Linked DNA regions of Sus scrofa: region 1 is linked to region 2. A link is a contact called in public HiChIP or PLAC-seq data. All regions are on one chromosome and are shown on one strand. Each heading gives the region's core, a stretch centred on a gene start, on an enhancer-like site or on the middle of the called end of the contact. The rest is flanking DNA. Distances are from core to core; before and after follow the strand shown.

Region 1 (6,844 bases), core at 2,884-5,383, 75 kb before region 2:
AAGCCTAGATCTGCCTACTCCCAAGCCCACTTCCCTTCTTTTCATCGCATTGTCTTTTCATCTTCACACTTTTTCTGAAAATTCTCTAAGCCACATTTGTTCATATTTTACACTTCTCATTCTCTAAGCCCAGAGATAACCTTTCCACCAAATGCAATGACTTCCAGCAATATTTTTTTCTTTCTCTCTCCATTCTTTCTGTCTCCTTGCTGGGCTTTTCTCCTACTCCCAGGGCATAATGACTCCTTTATAGTTAACAAAGCGATTTCACATAAATTCTCATTTCATCTAAGAAGCAGGTGCCACTGAAATGTGAATTTACAGGCACAATAGTGGGCAGAACTGGAGGGTCTGTAGGAAGAGAGAGGACAGAGAGGAAGTGAGGAACTTAAGGAACCTAGAAAAGAATGTGGGCCCCAGAAGCACTTAGGTTCAGGCCCCAGGAAGAAAGCCCTGTGATAGCCAAGCCTGCCCAGGATGATGATGGAGAAGCCTGGACAAGCCAAGTCTTCCCTGAAGAGGCTGTGCCTCAGGAAAGTGTACTTAGAGGGGGCAAGGACTACGACGCATTTCAGATACAGCGGTGGGCCAGCCAGCCTCAGTGTCCTAGCTGCTGGCCCCCTGCCCTCACTTCTCCCTTCTTTCTCCAGGTGCTCCTTATTCTGACTGCCCTGCAGCCAGCCATCTTCTCAGTTTTGGCCAATGGCGGGCAGATTGCTTGTTCGCCTCCCTTTTCCTCTAAAATCAGATCTCAAGGTGAGCACACAGGGGCTCCTTATCCAGTTCCAGGATGGGCAAGAGGGGGAGGTCAGAGAGGAGAGGACCTTAGAACAGAAGTTGGGCCAGCCAACCTCAGAACACTCAGAATATTCTGCTCAGAGTACTCAGAAAGGAAATCTAGCAGAAGCTCTACTAAGGAGGATATGATCTCTCTGATCACACAAGAAAAAGCTCCATTTCCACAGCTTTCGGTCAGCCCTGATGGCCAACCCAGGAAGCCGTGGGCTCAACCCTCAGCTCCTAGTAGAGAATGGGTGAGGTTAGGAAGCAGAAGGTCATGCTGATACAACATAAGAAAGAAATGGGGTTTAATGCTAAACTCAAATGGCAGGAGGTAGAGAGCCAAGTTCTAGTTCAGGCTCTATTACCTGCTATGCTACTTGTGACAACTTATTGTCTCTCCGTCCTGGCTTAAGGATAAAATGGAGAAAATATTGTTCAACTCATATGCCAGGCCAGCTGGTGAGCTAACACCTCTATAAGTTAGCATAACCTACATTATATTTTGCCCCCCTCGCTGCAGTGATGAACTGCCACCTCCTCATCCTGGAGACTTTTCTGTTAACCGTGCTGACACGAATGTACTACCGAAAGAAAGATGACAAGGTTGGATATGAAACTTTCTCTTCTCCAGACCTGGATATGAACCTCAAAGCCTGAGGTGGATGGCTTGGGCAGTGAAAGACACATAGTACTCATTAGACGGGTACAAGATTTCCTTATAGTCCTTCAATCTTGACCAACTGGGGATGGATTCCATTGTCAGCATGAGCTGGCAGATTATGGATACTGGATCATAGAGATGAAGGTGAACTATGCAATAGGATGAAATTGTTTAGGATCTTGTCTGGGGAATGTACATTAAGTTTTATAATAAACATACAGGATGGAGTTTGATATTCTATACTGAGCACATTCTTCTTTGGGTACCACTACTAGCCCTTAAAAGTTTGTATATTCAAAGGTCACCCTCAGCTTTCCCAAAGCAAATGAAGGGGGAAGAATATATGGCAGTTTTCCTGGTATAATAACAAGAACAGAACGCAGACAGGCAAAATAGAGACCAAAGCCTCAAAGAAATCAGGCTTCTGAAGAACAGCTGAAAGATGTTCTTGGCCTTACAGATGTGTCATTTGGGCACTGATGACATTAGATGTGGAAGATCTGGATGAGCTTTTTTGATGCAGATCCAGTAGCTTTTTGAGTCTTCTGTACCTAGCTGCAAAAGAGATCCCCTGATAATACAGTCATGGAGAGATTTGAGGAGACAAATTAGGATGCAAAAGCAAAGTGGATGGTACAGGTGAAAGCTCTGAACAGATAAAACATATGCATTTGGTTTTTTTGGTTTGGTTTTTTTTGTTTGTTTGTTTGTTTTTTTGGTTTTTGTCTTTTTAGGGCCGCTCTCACGGCATATGGAAGTTCCCAGGCTAGGGACTGAATCAGAGCTACAGCTGCCGGCCTACACCAGAGCCACAGCAATGCCAGATCCAAGCCTCATCTGCGACCTTCACCACAGCTCCAGGCAACGCTGGATCCTTAACCCACTGAGCGAAGTCACGGATGGAACCCGCATCCTCATGGATCCTAGTTGGGTTGGTTAACCGCTAAGCCACTATGGGAACTCCAACATATGCATTTGAATACAAGGTCAAAAACACAGAAAATGGAACATTAGGTAAAACCACTTTGCCTTTATTTGGCTAATGACAAAAGCCAAAATAACTGAGCAATTTAATAACACTCAGACAGGAAAACAATACATTGAACACCAACTGAGGAAAATGTCCTTACAGACGCTGGCACTGGTGATGGGGCCCACATTCATGCCAAGGCCAGCATTTCTTTCCAACCCTCTTTTCAAGATCCTCAACACAAAACAATCCAACCAATCAAGACTTTGTGTTCAAAACAGTCAGTGCCTCCCTAAAGAAGGGCGGGAAAACCCACTTAAAATCTAAAAAACACAACCGGGGTCATTCTAATGTTAAACCAAGTACTTATGTTTTCTACCCCAATCCGAGAACTAACATTATTAAACTTTGGCAGACAAGGTATCTTTCTTCTTTCTTAAAGAAAATTAACTTTTAATAAAGTATTATCCTAAGAACATGTTCTACTTGTTTGGAAAAATAAAAGCTAGGGACCACTCTTTATCCCGTGACAATCTATATTCTATGAGAGAAAACAAGAGCAATCATTGTATGACCTTGAAAAATAGAACTTTAAAAATACTTATATTGGTAAGCTTAAAAAAAATACCATTAGTTAAAAACATTGTTAAGGGAGCTTTTTTTCCTACCTGTATTGGTTCAACTTCTGGCTTTAGTTTGTGCAGACAGAAAGTGTGAAAGCTATGGCTTTTAGGGAATTAAACAAAAGCAGCAAAATACAGTTGATCTGGAAAGCTTTTAGATATGAGGTCTGGAACAGGATTTAAAAGGCAATGAGCTCCAGAAAAAAACAACAGCTACCCCCAAATCAAGAAAGAGAATAAAAAGCACTGTGAAGAACCATTGAAGAGGGACTATTCAAAGACTGCCTGTGTGGTCAAAGTAAGAAAAATGTAACTCAGGGGCTGCCTAGAAAGTTATCGGTGATCAGAAAAGGTCAAAAGTTCTCTTGACCTCCCTCAACTTTTTTCTCTCATTCAGAATTTTCAGCCTCCTCACATCCCCAACCTTCTTACCTGAGCCTCAGCAACAGTTTTCTTTGGCTCTAGCTATCAGAAGCAGCTGCAACGGTACAAATGATCCACTTCTAATCATCTAAAATTTCAACCTGTATCCTTCGGTGCTAGTGAGTCTGGTGTATGAGAAGAGTAAAATTTCTGCCCAGCCCATCTCAAAGTAACTGCTGATATGCCACCTCCTCAGCACCAGCTACAGGGCTTCTGTCCCCACTCTCCCTCTATCTTACAGACAGAGGCTCTGAGGCCAACCAACGTTTAAGATTCTCCATTTCTGCCACATTTGGCCTATTCAGCCTGACTGCTTTGTGTGTGAGATTTAGGGAAATAGCTAATTCACATTAAAATTACTGTTAGAATTTAATATTAACAATAATATTTAAAGATTTACAGATCACACGCATGGTTGTGGAATGTGAACCTCTAACCTCATTTAATTAGGCACAAATGATTGAAGAATGTGTCATGCCAACAGTTTCCTCCAACCACCTGCCCTTGTCCAGCACATAGGATCACATTTGTGCCAAAGTATCTGGCATGCCACGCCATACAATTTTTTGCTTTCAGTCCAAATTATCTGAAGATACGCCAGTGTTGCCAGACTGAGGCCAAACAGATTCACCAGAAGGGGTAAGCACATGTGCACAGGCAGGCACGAGCACTCTCACAGAGCCTGTCAGCCTAGAGGTCATATTCCAGGGGTAGGACATGCCAAAAGCAGCCCACTGACAGCCAGAGGAAGAGGGCCAAATGTCTGGCAATACACGTGAGAGGATTGAGTGCAGGGAGGAAAACCACGTTCTGGGCACCTCCCTTTCCAAATACACTTGATAATAACACATGTACTTGAGGGAACAAGTAGGGGGGCTTCAGTGGTGATTTCCCCACTTTTCTATCGATAGAAATGGCCAAAATTTCTAAAAAAGGACAATGGAAGCCAAAAAGTTAAGATATGTGATCATATGAAGCTGGGTAATGCAGGAAAACATTAATTTCAACGGTTCCAAAAAAAGGATTCCAAGCCAAAGCTTGCGTAAACCAGATTTGACAGTAAAAATAGCACTTCATGAGAAGAGTTAGAAATGTAGTTTTCATAGGCCATCAGGACAATAAGAGGTCCTCTTTGTCCCTTCTCTCTGCCATGCCCTCCCACTCTGGGTGATCTGAGTTTTAAGAGCCTGGGTAGTTCTGCTGTGCAGGCAGGCAGTGATTCCAACCACTGACCCTCAGGCAGAAGAGTAGGTTTTAACCAGAAAGTGTTCAGGGAGGGGACTGTGAGATGCTCACAGCCCTAGCAGAGGAGCAAGAAAAGATACAATGTGGTTTTCTTAGCTGAAAACACTAAAACTCCACCCCCACAAGGGGTATTTATGAGTGATGGAGGGGGGCGCCTGGACATAAGCAATTTTTCCCTGAACCCAGCTACAGGATCACTGGTGATGATCTGCTAGGTCTCGGACTGCAGGATGCTAGGGGTCTAAAAAGTGCCGGTGCTCAACAGCAAGTGTCAAGCTTCAGCAGTCTCTGATGTGAGATTTAGGCGGTGAATCCCCTGGGCAACCTAACAGGTGAGGTGGAACCAGGCAGAAGGGGAGGGAGGGAAGCCACCACACCCCGGTAATGTGCCCCTGCTTAGTGGCCCGGCCAGCTGCAACTTCCAGAGGAAAGGAAACACCTGGGGAAGCACAGGTTTCCGTCAAGGACACTCTTAAGAGGGGAAGAGGTCAGGATAAGGCTTTAAAAAGGGGAAATGTTTCCTTATGCTTTTGTGCCACACATTTTGAGCAAATCTCTCTGAATATGACTATGGGCAACATGGAGTAACAGCTCATGTTCAAACTGCAGATGTTAACAAAGTATTCTTTGTAAAACTCTCGATAATAAGATTGAAATAGGAGTCGCAGGGCCAGGGACTTACTCTCAGGAGGAAAATTAATCTAAACTGACTCTGTATAGCATTGAATATTGTCCCACTCTCCTTCTCAATCAGACTAAACCTGAAGTGATCTTCCCTTTACAGACAGATTGCAGGAAAGAGATTGACAAGAGCTCCCAAATAACTAGGCAACAGAGCTTTCTGAGAAGATGAACACAGCAGGAAAAATTGCAGCTGATGCCATGTAGTCTGGTTCCTTCCCCATCAGTTCTTCATGGACCCCATTGGGTCCAACAAGAAACTCCTTAGGGAGTAAGAAAAGTTAGGCTCAGATCTCCTTCTTCCCACAGCCACAGTGACATGTGTGCCAGCAGTACACTTAGGGGATTTGTGACTCTTACTCAGCTTTGAGGTTTTTTTTAAAGGAAACAAAAATTATGATATTCCCCCCACCAAATCACCCATCAGCATGGCTCATTGCTTGAAGGACTTGGCAAGACAGTCTGCCTCAGAACAGAAGGCAAACAGTATAGTGTCTCAGGAAGAAAGGCCTCTGGGTATCACAACACTTCCTTCTGCCCACTCCTCGGAGGCAAAAAATTAGTTCTACTTACTACATTTGAAAGACTAATTTTTAAAAAATTAATAAAAATGACAATTTCCCTGTCAAGATCACATGAAACATAAACAGTAAAGCAAAGTCCATGGGGAGGGTACATGGATGCAGAACAGGCTTCTAAGCTGTAGTCAGCCTCCTTCTTAGTGTGAGTGGGTGACGTCTCTTGGAGTATAGGCTGTCTGGTCCCCCCATCCTAGGTCCTCTTGCCCCACTTGTCTTTCCTTTGTAGCTGTCCTTAGGTTTAGTGTTGGGATCACCATTTGGAATTCAACACAGAACTTCTGAAGGTGATGGGACAGAGGGAGGGGAGAGGAAAGGAGAGATGAAAAATTAGTCTTCTTCATCCTCACTGATATCATAGGCTGCAGCCTTGTGCCTGGAGAGATTTGTTGGGGAGGAAGGCGGGGAGGTCTTTCCAGAGAAGGGCCACCGGAAAGAGGGAGAGGGGGAGCGTTCACGAGTGGGGCTGCTGCTGGGACTCTGCTTTGGACTGATGGCCTGCAGCATCCGGCCTTTCCCCTCTTTCAGCATATGTTTCTGGGGAGACCAAAAGGAAGAGTTAGAAGAAATCTATGGATCTTACTAATCACCACTGGAGGATCTGAGACTTCAAATGATCATGCATGCCCTCTGTAATGTCAAAAGTGATCAAGTAAGCCGGAGGGAGAAACACAGCTCCAATCCTGAGCAATTTCCTCCCCAAAGAGGTCTATGCTATACTGTGTATCTGAGAGTTCCCACCTGCTATTCTACAGTCACCCAATCCTTGACCTCTATGTCAAAGGAATTCTTAAAAAGCTACTTGGTCTACAGTCTAGGCTCTAGACAAAAACAAAGGCATTACCTCAGACAAAGGGTACCTCTCCTAGTTTTAGAGTTC
Region 2 (7,205 bases), core at 4,148-6,647:
TGTGGTATAGTTGAAGATGCGGCTTGGATCTGGCGTTGCTGTGGCTGTGGCGTAGGCCAGCGGCTACATTAGACCCCTAGCCTGGGAACCTCCATATGCCAGGGATGTGGCCCTAAAAAAGACCAAAAAAAAAAAAAAAAAACCTGAATTATTGACTTACGGTAATCATATGTCAAAGAAAATGGAAGAAATTATGGCAGAGAAAAGTTATTGAGCATCGGGGTTAAAGATAGCATTTTTTTTTTTTTTTTTTTTTTTTTTTTTTTGCTTTTTAGGGATGTACCCTTGGCATATGGAGGTTCCCCAGCTAGGGATCTAGTCAGAGTCATTAACCACTAAGCCACTGTGGGAACTCCAAGGATAGCAGTCTTTAAGCAGAGAACATCAGATTGCCCTCAGATTTTTCCACAGTAATATTCAATGAAAGACAGTGAAGCATCATCTATAAGATTTTCAAAAAATAATTACCTCAAAATATTATATTCATCCAAAATATATTCTGATTATAGGCTTTCTCAAACATGAAAGAATCCAGGGTATAGAGCATTTCTGAGCTCTTCCTGAAAAAACTTAAAACAAAATCTCATCAGGTAAGAACTGAACCAGAAAAAATCACTAATGGAAACAGTATGATGAAAGGACTAAATAGTAAGCAATCATTTCATTTAAATACAGAATTAATGTTATAACACTACAGGAAATAATCTATAGCATACCATTGTTTTTAAAGTATTTATCTGTATATACACATGGAAAAGAGCTCTGATGCAATGTCCACCTAATACTGATGTTTTTTTATGACTGGAGGCATTGGGAGTGACTTTTTCTTGATTTTATTTATTTTTCTACAGTTTGTTTTTTTATAACGAGCATGTTTTGTTTTGGGCTATAGCGTGCAGCAGCTTGATGTGGGATCTCAGTTCCCAGATGAGGGGCTGAACCCAGGCCACAGCAGTGAAAACACTGAATCCTAACCACCAGACCACCAGGGAACTCCCCATGAGGGTATATTTTTTTAAAAATAATTTTAATAGTGAATTTTCATTAACTATCTGTAAACAAAAATGTTAATATACTAACAGTTCATTTGGGTGATGGAAATAGAATCACTCTTTTTCTTTTTTGTATTTTTCTATTTCTAAAAATTAAAACATTAATAAAAATAAGAAGATACACCAAAGTCTTTTTTTTTTTTTTTTTTTTTTTGTCGTTTTGCCATTTCTTGGGCCGCTCCTGCGGCACATGGAGGTTCCAAGGCTAGGGGTTGAATTGGAGCTGTAGCCACCGGCCTACACCAGAGCCACAGCAACACGGGATCTGAGCCGCATCTGCGACCTACACCACAGCTCACAGCAACACCGGATCCTTAACCCACTGAGCAAAGGCAGGTATGGAACTTGCAACCTCATGGTTCCTAGTCGGATTTGTTAACCACTGAGCCACAACAGGAACTCCCCACTAAAGTCTTAAATAGTATTAACTACCATGAGTAATGGAATTTTACATAACTTTTAAAAACCAATTTGTGTGTACTGTCCAGGTTTATTACAATGAAAATGTATTACTGTTACAAAGACATTTCTTCCTTCCAAAAAAAATCTTTAAAGAAGGGTAGACAGAAAGAAAGGATTTTTCAGATGGTATAATATTAACAAAAGGGAGTGAGAGAGACAGAAAGACAAAGAACGGGGAGGAAAAGCAGGAGCTCTGCTCTGCAGATGGAGAGAGTGCAGGAGCAGAGCGCCAGTAGGTAAGTAGTTAAGGACTCAGTGGGAGAGATGGACTCAGGTCAGACTATGAGGCTGAGGACTTGACTTATTGGCAGGTAAACCATCAAAAAGTATGCGGCAAAGGAGCCCCTGTACTCTCTGGTCTTTCCGAATATAAGGATTTCTTGAATAGCAATTTGGTACAATGGCTTTTACTCGTTCCCACCATCTACGAAAACAGACAGGAGTAAAAGTTACCAAATAATTGAACAGACTAGACACTGAAGAAAAATTCGTGTTTAACAGAATCCACAGTTTATGTCCCTTGTTCGAAAATAAAGGAGACAAAGGGGTAAAATTGGATGTTTAATGGAAGCAAGTCATTTCCAATTATCACCACTATTACCTTTTAGTTTATCTTTAATATTTTCTGATAAACGTTTTGTGAGCTGAGGCATTTCTTCTGGAGAGTATTCAGCATTTGCCAGTTCCTCCTTGAGCACAGCATGAATACAGTCTTTAACCACAGAGGGTCTGAACCTAAAGAAAAGAGTTGGCAACATCTCATTGGTGACTCCAAAACCCTAACACCCTCACAGCTCAACTTCCCCAAGTTTTTTTTTTTTTTTTTTGTCATTACAATCATTTAATCCTCTTTTTCATATTTTTATTATAAAATAAAAACAAGAAAACAAATCATATTCGACACTTGTCTCTCCAGTCTGGACCGCTCCCCTGAACTTCAGAGCTCACATTCCCACCCATATTCCCATCTAGATGTCTAGTAGGCAGCTCAGATTTAATACATCCAGTGCTGAGCTTCTGATCATCTCCTCTCTAGGTCCTCATTTCAATCAGCGGTAACGCCATTCTTGCAGTTCAAGCCAAAAACCTTGGTGTCAGCTTGGTTGCCTTTCTCTCTCACACAGCTCACATCCCATTGATAAGCAAATCTTAGCAGTTCCACCCTCAAAGTAATCTAAAATTCAACCATTCTCACCACCCCACTACCTCCACCTTCCTCCAAGTCACCTTTACTTCCTGCCTGGATTACGATGGCCTCCTAACAAGTCTCTGTGTCTGCCTTTGCTCCTAGATCCTATTTTCAGTACAGCAACTAGACTGGTGCTATCAAAATATGTGTCAGATCATAACACTCCTCTGTTCAAAATACCCCAAATATTTCCCACCTCACTCAAGTAAAAGCAACATTCCGTGATTTGCAAAGTCCCATGTGATCTATCCTACCAAACCCTCTGACCTTGTTTTCTACTACTTTGCCCCTCTTTCTCCCCACTTAGGCTACACTGGCCTTCCCTATGTTCTTTGTTCTGCACTTGCTGTTAACCTCTGCTTGAAGTTCAATCCTGCTCTTTATATGCATAGCTAGTTCCGTCATTTCTTTAAAGTCTTTATTCAAAAGTCACTTTCCCAGGAGTTCCCTTGTGGCTCAGCAAGTTGAGGATCCAGCATTGCCACCACTATGGCTCTGGTTGCAGCTGTGGCGTGGGTTTGATCCCAGGCCCAGGAACTTCCACATGTGAGGGACCCAGCCAAAAAAAAGAAAAAGTTGGGGGGGAGCACTTTCCCTAGCCACTCTCTCTAAAACTTCCACCCTCCTACCACATCACTTTATATCTCCCTTTCTGGAAGTTATTACTATACTATACAGTTCACTTACGTATTCTTGTTCATTGTCCTACCCAGCTAGAACACAAGCTAGCTCAAGGCAAGGCTTTTTATCTGTCTGGTTTACTGTTATATCCCCATTCCTAGAATAGCACCCAGCACACAGTGGACAATAATTTTTTTGAAGAAATGAACTACTGAATACACGAATTCAGAGAAAAAAAAAAGTCTCCCCTAATTTTACCACCCTAACAATAGTATTAGCATTTCAGTTGTATTTATTACATATTACAACACCATGTATCTTTTCTGGGTTATTTTATATCCTATCAGTTGATTTGCCTATCATTACCAGAATTTTTTTTTTTTTTTTTTTTTTTTTTTTTTGTCGTTTTGCCATTTCTTGGGCCGCTCCTGTGGCATATGGAGTTTCCCAGGCTAGGGGTCGAATTGGAGCTGTACCCGCCGGCCTATGCCAGAGGCACAGCAACACGGGATCCAAGCCGCATCTGCAACCTACACCACAGCTTACGGCAATGCCGGATCCTTAACCCACTGAGCGAGGCCAGGGATTGAACCCGCAACCTTATGGTTCCTAGTCGGATTCGTTAACCACTGAGCCACAATGGGAACTCCAACCAAAATGTTTTAAATGTTGAGCTTATAATGTGGTTTAGTATTTGGTAGTACTAGTGGCCCCTTATTACTTTCTAACAGTATTCTCTTCAGTCTCTTGCCAGCTCATTCTTACAGGTGAACTTTAGAATCATGGACAAATTTCTAGGTTTGATCTGTTCAAAATATGATCTTCCTATTAACAAACATCCTATATCTGGCTCTTCCCTTAAGCCTTTTCCACTCTCAGTAAAATGTTAAAAGTTTTCTTCAAACAAGTCACACATAATCTTACAGGACTATTCCTACATAATACATATTTGTTGTTAATCTCGTTCTGTTTTACAACAGAAACACAGGTGAATGGCATTCTATGCATTTAGACTCTTTTACCAAGATAATTGAACATTTTTTTAAATGTCCCTTCTGCTCTCCAGAAAACTGCTATTACATTTACCACATTGTAACCAAAGTTCTTGGCTTGCAGTATTTGCCAGGCATTTGACTCAGGAAGTAGTTTCAAATAACAGAGGAGGGGCTTGGGAAAATCTTTTTTTTTTATTAATTTACATTTTTATCTGTGGAAATGAAGTTAGTGACGGATCCTAGAGCCCTAACTAACTGTCCTCTGCACAAGACTTTGTGCCTTAATTCTGGGAAGGTATTGGGGTAGCAGGCCAAAGGCCTCTAGATACTATCTAAGACAGGTCCCCTGCCCTGCAAAGAAGTTAGCGCATTCTGGCATATGTGTGCACACAGCAACCCTCAAAACATGGCCGAATGTTGTTTTCTGCCCCTCTCTTTATTCCATCCATCTCGATTCCTTTGTGCCCACTTTCTGAATCTCCCAGAGTCAACACCCACCGCACTAGTCTAAGGCGGTCCCGGCGCTCTAACACTGCACCTGCAGGTCTGATCCTCTGCTGCCCCCTGTAGCTAGAAGCTCAAGGAGAACAGCGCCCCTCTCTCCCTGTCCCCAAGCTCCGTCTCTAGCCCCGCCCCCCTCCAGTCCCGCCCCGCCCCCGCCCCACCCCCTTCCCAAGGCCCAGGCTACCAGGCGAGCTCTGCCTGTTGGAGGCAGACGTCTCAGGGGTCGCCCCCGCAACATCCCGTTCGCTACCCGCCTTTGCTGGAAAATGGGCCGCAGAATGTAGGTGTTCTCCGACTCCCCGGCGGTCTTTTCAGTCTCAGGCAGCCCATCGACCGCAGAGAAGGACGCGCCCACAGAAAAGGACTGGGAGACCGACATGGCTTAATCTTCTTCGCCTCCGTCTTTCTCGCGAAGAGGGCTTAGCGGGTGGCCGTACGGAGCTGGGAAACCGTCGCCAGGGCACCGTCGCCAGGGCGACAAGGCCGCCTTTGGCCCTGACGTGACGCGGCCCCGCGCTCGGCGCTGTGTGGCCCGCCCTTCTCAGCGGGCTCTCGCCAGCCTCCGCCCCGCGCCTGCGCACCAGGTGCTGGACCGGAACTGATCATGTTGAGTGACCTTAACTTCGGAAAAGAGTGGTTTGTCTCTCTCGGTTTTACAAAGCACTTCAGCAGACGGCAGCTCTTACTAACCGCGCTGCAATCTTAGGAAGTGACAGAGAATCTGAGGCCCTAGGAGGTTCGAGATTACACAACTAGTAAGCGGCAGGTGAAGTAAGCTGGACCCTGTGAGGGGTTCCAGTGACAGATCCTCTGTTTCGCATTTCTTGTGAAAAAACTTTAGTCTCCTGTGTCTCACTGAGTCCCAAAGAAATGATCCCAACAGTTAATGATTAGAAAAATGGAAAAGCAGGCATGGAGAAAAAGCAGTCAAGCAAGAAATTATAAAGAGATACAGGATTCCTATTTTCTCCTTGAGGGATTCGGATGCACTTTCTAAAGTTGTTTCTACAGACACGCAAGACCCCGCTAGATGACAATTTATGACCGCAAACGCATAGACCACGGACTAGTTGGAGCCCGAGATTCTCGACGATTGAGGTTCCTGAAACTTCCTTCTGTTGTCACATCACTAACTAATCAGAAGAATGTCGACGACCTGTTCATGAGCCCTGTGACCCTCACCCTTAATGTCGTCTTAAAAGCCGTTGGAAAATTTGCGTCTTTTAAGCACTAAAATAACACTGTGCGTTTCTACTCCACAACCCAGCATCACTAGATTAGCTTTGCTGAGCTTTGAGCAAGGGGACCCAAGTTTCTTTAGGTAACATAGAGACCTGACCCTCATCAAAAGTCTTCAAACTCCGGCCCACAGGCCAAATCCAGCCTTCACCCTGTTTTGTGCAACTTGTGAACAGGTTTTATATGTTTAAATGGTTGGGAAAAAATCAAAAGAATAATATTTCATGATAAGTGAAAATTACAGGAAACTTCAATTTCAGTCTCCATAAAGTCTTATTGTAACACAACCGTGCTCACTTATATATTGTGGAGTTTTTGTGCTATACTGGCAGAATCAAGCAGTTGTAAAAAGAGACCATGTGGCCTTCAAAGTCTAAAACATCATCTGTCCCTTTACAGAAAAAGTTCGCAGTGTCCTGCTCTAATCCATAACTGCCAACCTGTAGTTCTCCCAGCCTCATGTACACTCCTGATACAGGGCAAAAGTCAGAAAGGAGCAGACTTAAGATGCATTTCCTGCTTGTGAGCACCAGTCCCTGGTTCTGTTTTAGAAAGCTGTGTGGGGAAAAAAAAAAAAAAGAAAAAGAAAGCTGTGTGATCCTGCTAGCCTCAAAAACTAAGAAAAGAAATTCTCCCAATATCCCTCTTGACCAAAGCTCCCTAAGTGGGAGAGAAGGAGGTCCTCTGCGTTCTCAGTTCCACATCTAAGGAGCTGTGGCATCACAGTACTCCTCCACCCACACCATCCTGTGTCTTCCCTCCATGCTCTTTTTCTTTTTTTCATTACTCAATGAATTTATTACATTTATAGTTGTATAATGTCCCCTCCATGTTTTTGAGTATTCTTTTCCCTCAGCCTTTCCTTCCTTCTCTGCTAGGCTAACCATTTCAAGAATCAGTTCAGATACATCTGAAGCCTTCCTTCATCTCTCACAGATCCTCTCCTTAGTGGTGCCTTGTCCCTCCAAGCACTCCTTATACCCTTATCATATGACAATCAAATTATTGGTAGATGTTTTTCCCTAAATGGCCATGAGATCTTCAAGGACAGGGCAGGGTCCAAGGGCAAGCACCATGTCTCAGTCATTTTTGAATTCACAGCATGCATGGCAGTGCCAAGTACACAGTGGGTATTCAGCATAT

What was found. HiChIP or PLAC-seq counts read pairs in DNA pulled down with a chosen protein or histone mark.
Region 1: an H3K27ac HiChIP or PLAC-seq map of skeletal muscle shows a contact between it and region 2, with 3 times the contacts expected there. The contact joins the enhancer-like site here to the promoter of TCTEX1D2 in region 2. A contact is called at or near these places in 1 of 5 promoter capture datasets (liver), 19 of 47 Hi-C or Micro-C datasets (alveolar macrophages, blood, embryonic fibroblasts and 10 more) and 2 of 2 datasets of contacts at active chromatin or transcription factors (alveolar macrophages and skeletal muscle).

What each region holds. Positions count from the first base shown.
Region 1 is chr13:133,846,615-133,853,458 of Sscrofa11.1, reverse strand. It overlaps PCYT1A (choline-phosphate cytidylyltransferase A), which reads right to left. Exons shown (of 9, transcript XM_013982345.2): 9 at 2,455-6,501. The coding sequence ends at 6,295. It overlaps SLC51A (solute carrier family 51 alpha subunit), which reads left to right. Exons shown (of 9, transcript NM_001244266.1): 8 at 651-756; 9 at 1,304-1,684. The coding sequence ends at 1,440. Among named protein-coding and RNA genes, the nearest start is that of SLC51A, 20 kb to the left of the region's middle. Within about 2 kb of position 4,133, at least 6 of the 83 cell types and tissues checked have an H3K27ac peak or open chromatin away from gene starts, as enhancers often do. A contact at or near this core is called in skeletal muscle, where this site is marked.
Region 2 is chr13:133,772,740-133,779,944 of Sscrofa11.1, reverse strand. It overlaps TCTEX1D2 (tctex1 domain-containing protein 2), which reads right to left and starts at 5,397. Exons shown (of 5, transcript XM_021070165.1): 1 at 5,078-5,397; 2 at 2,116-2,249. The coding sequence starts at 5,202.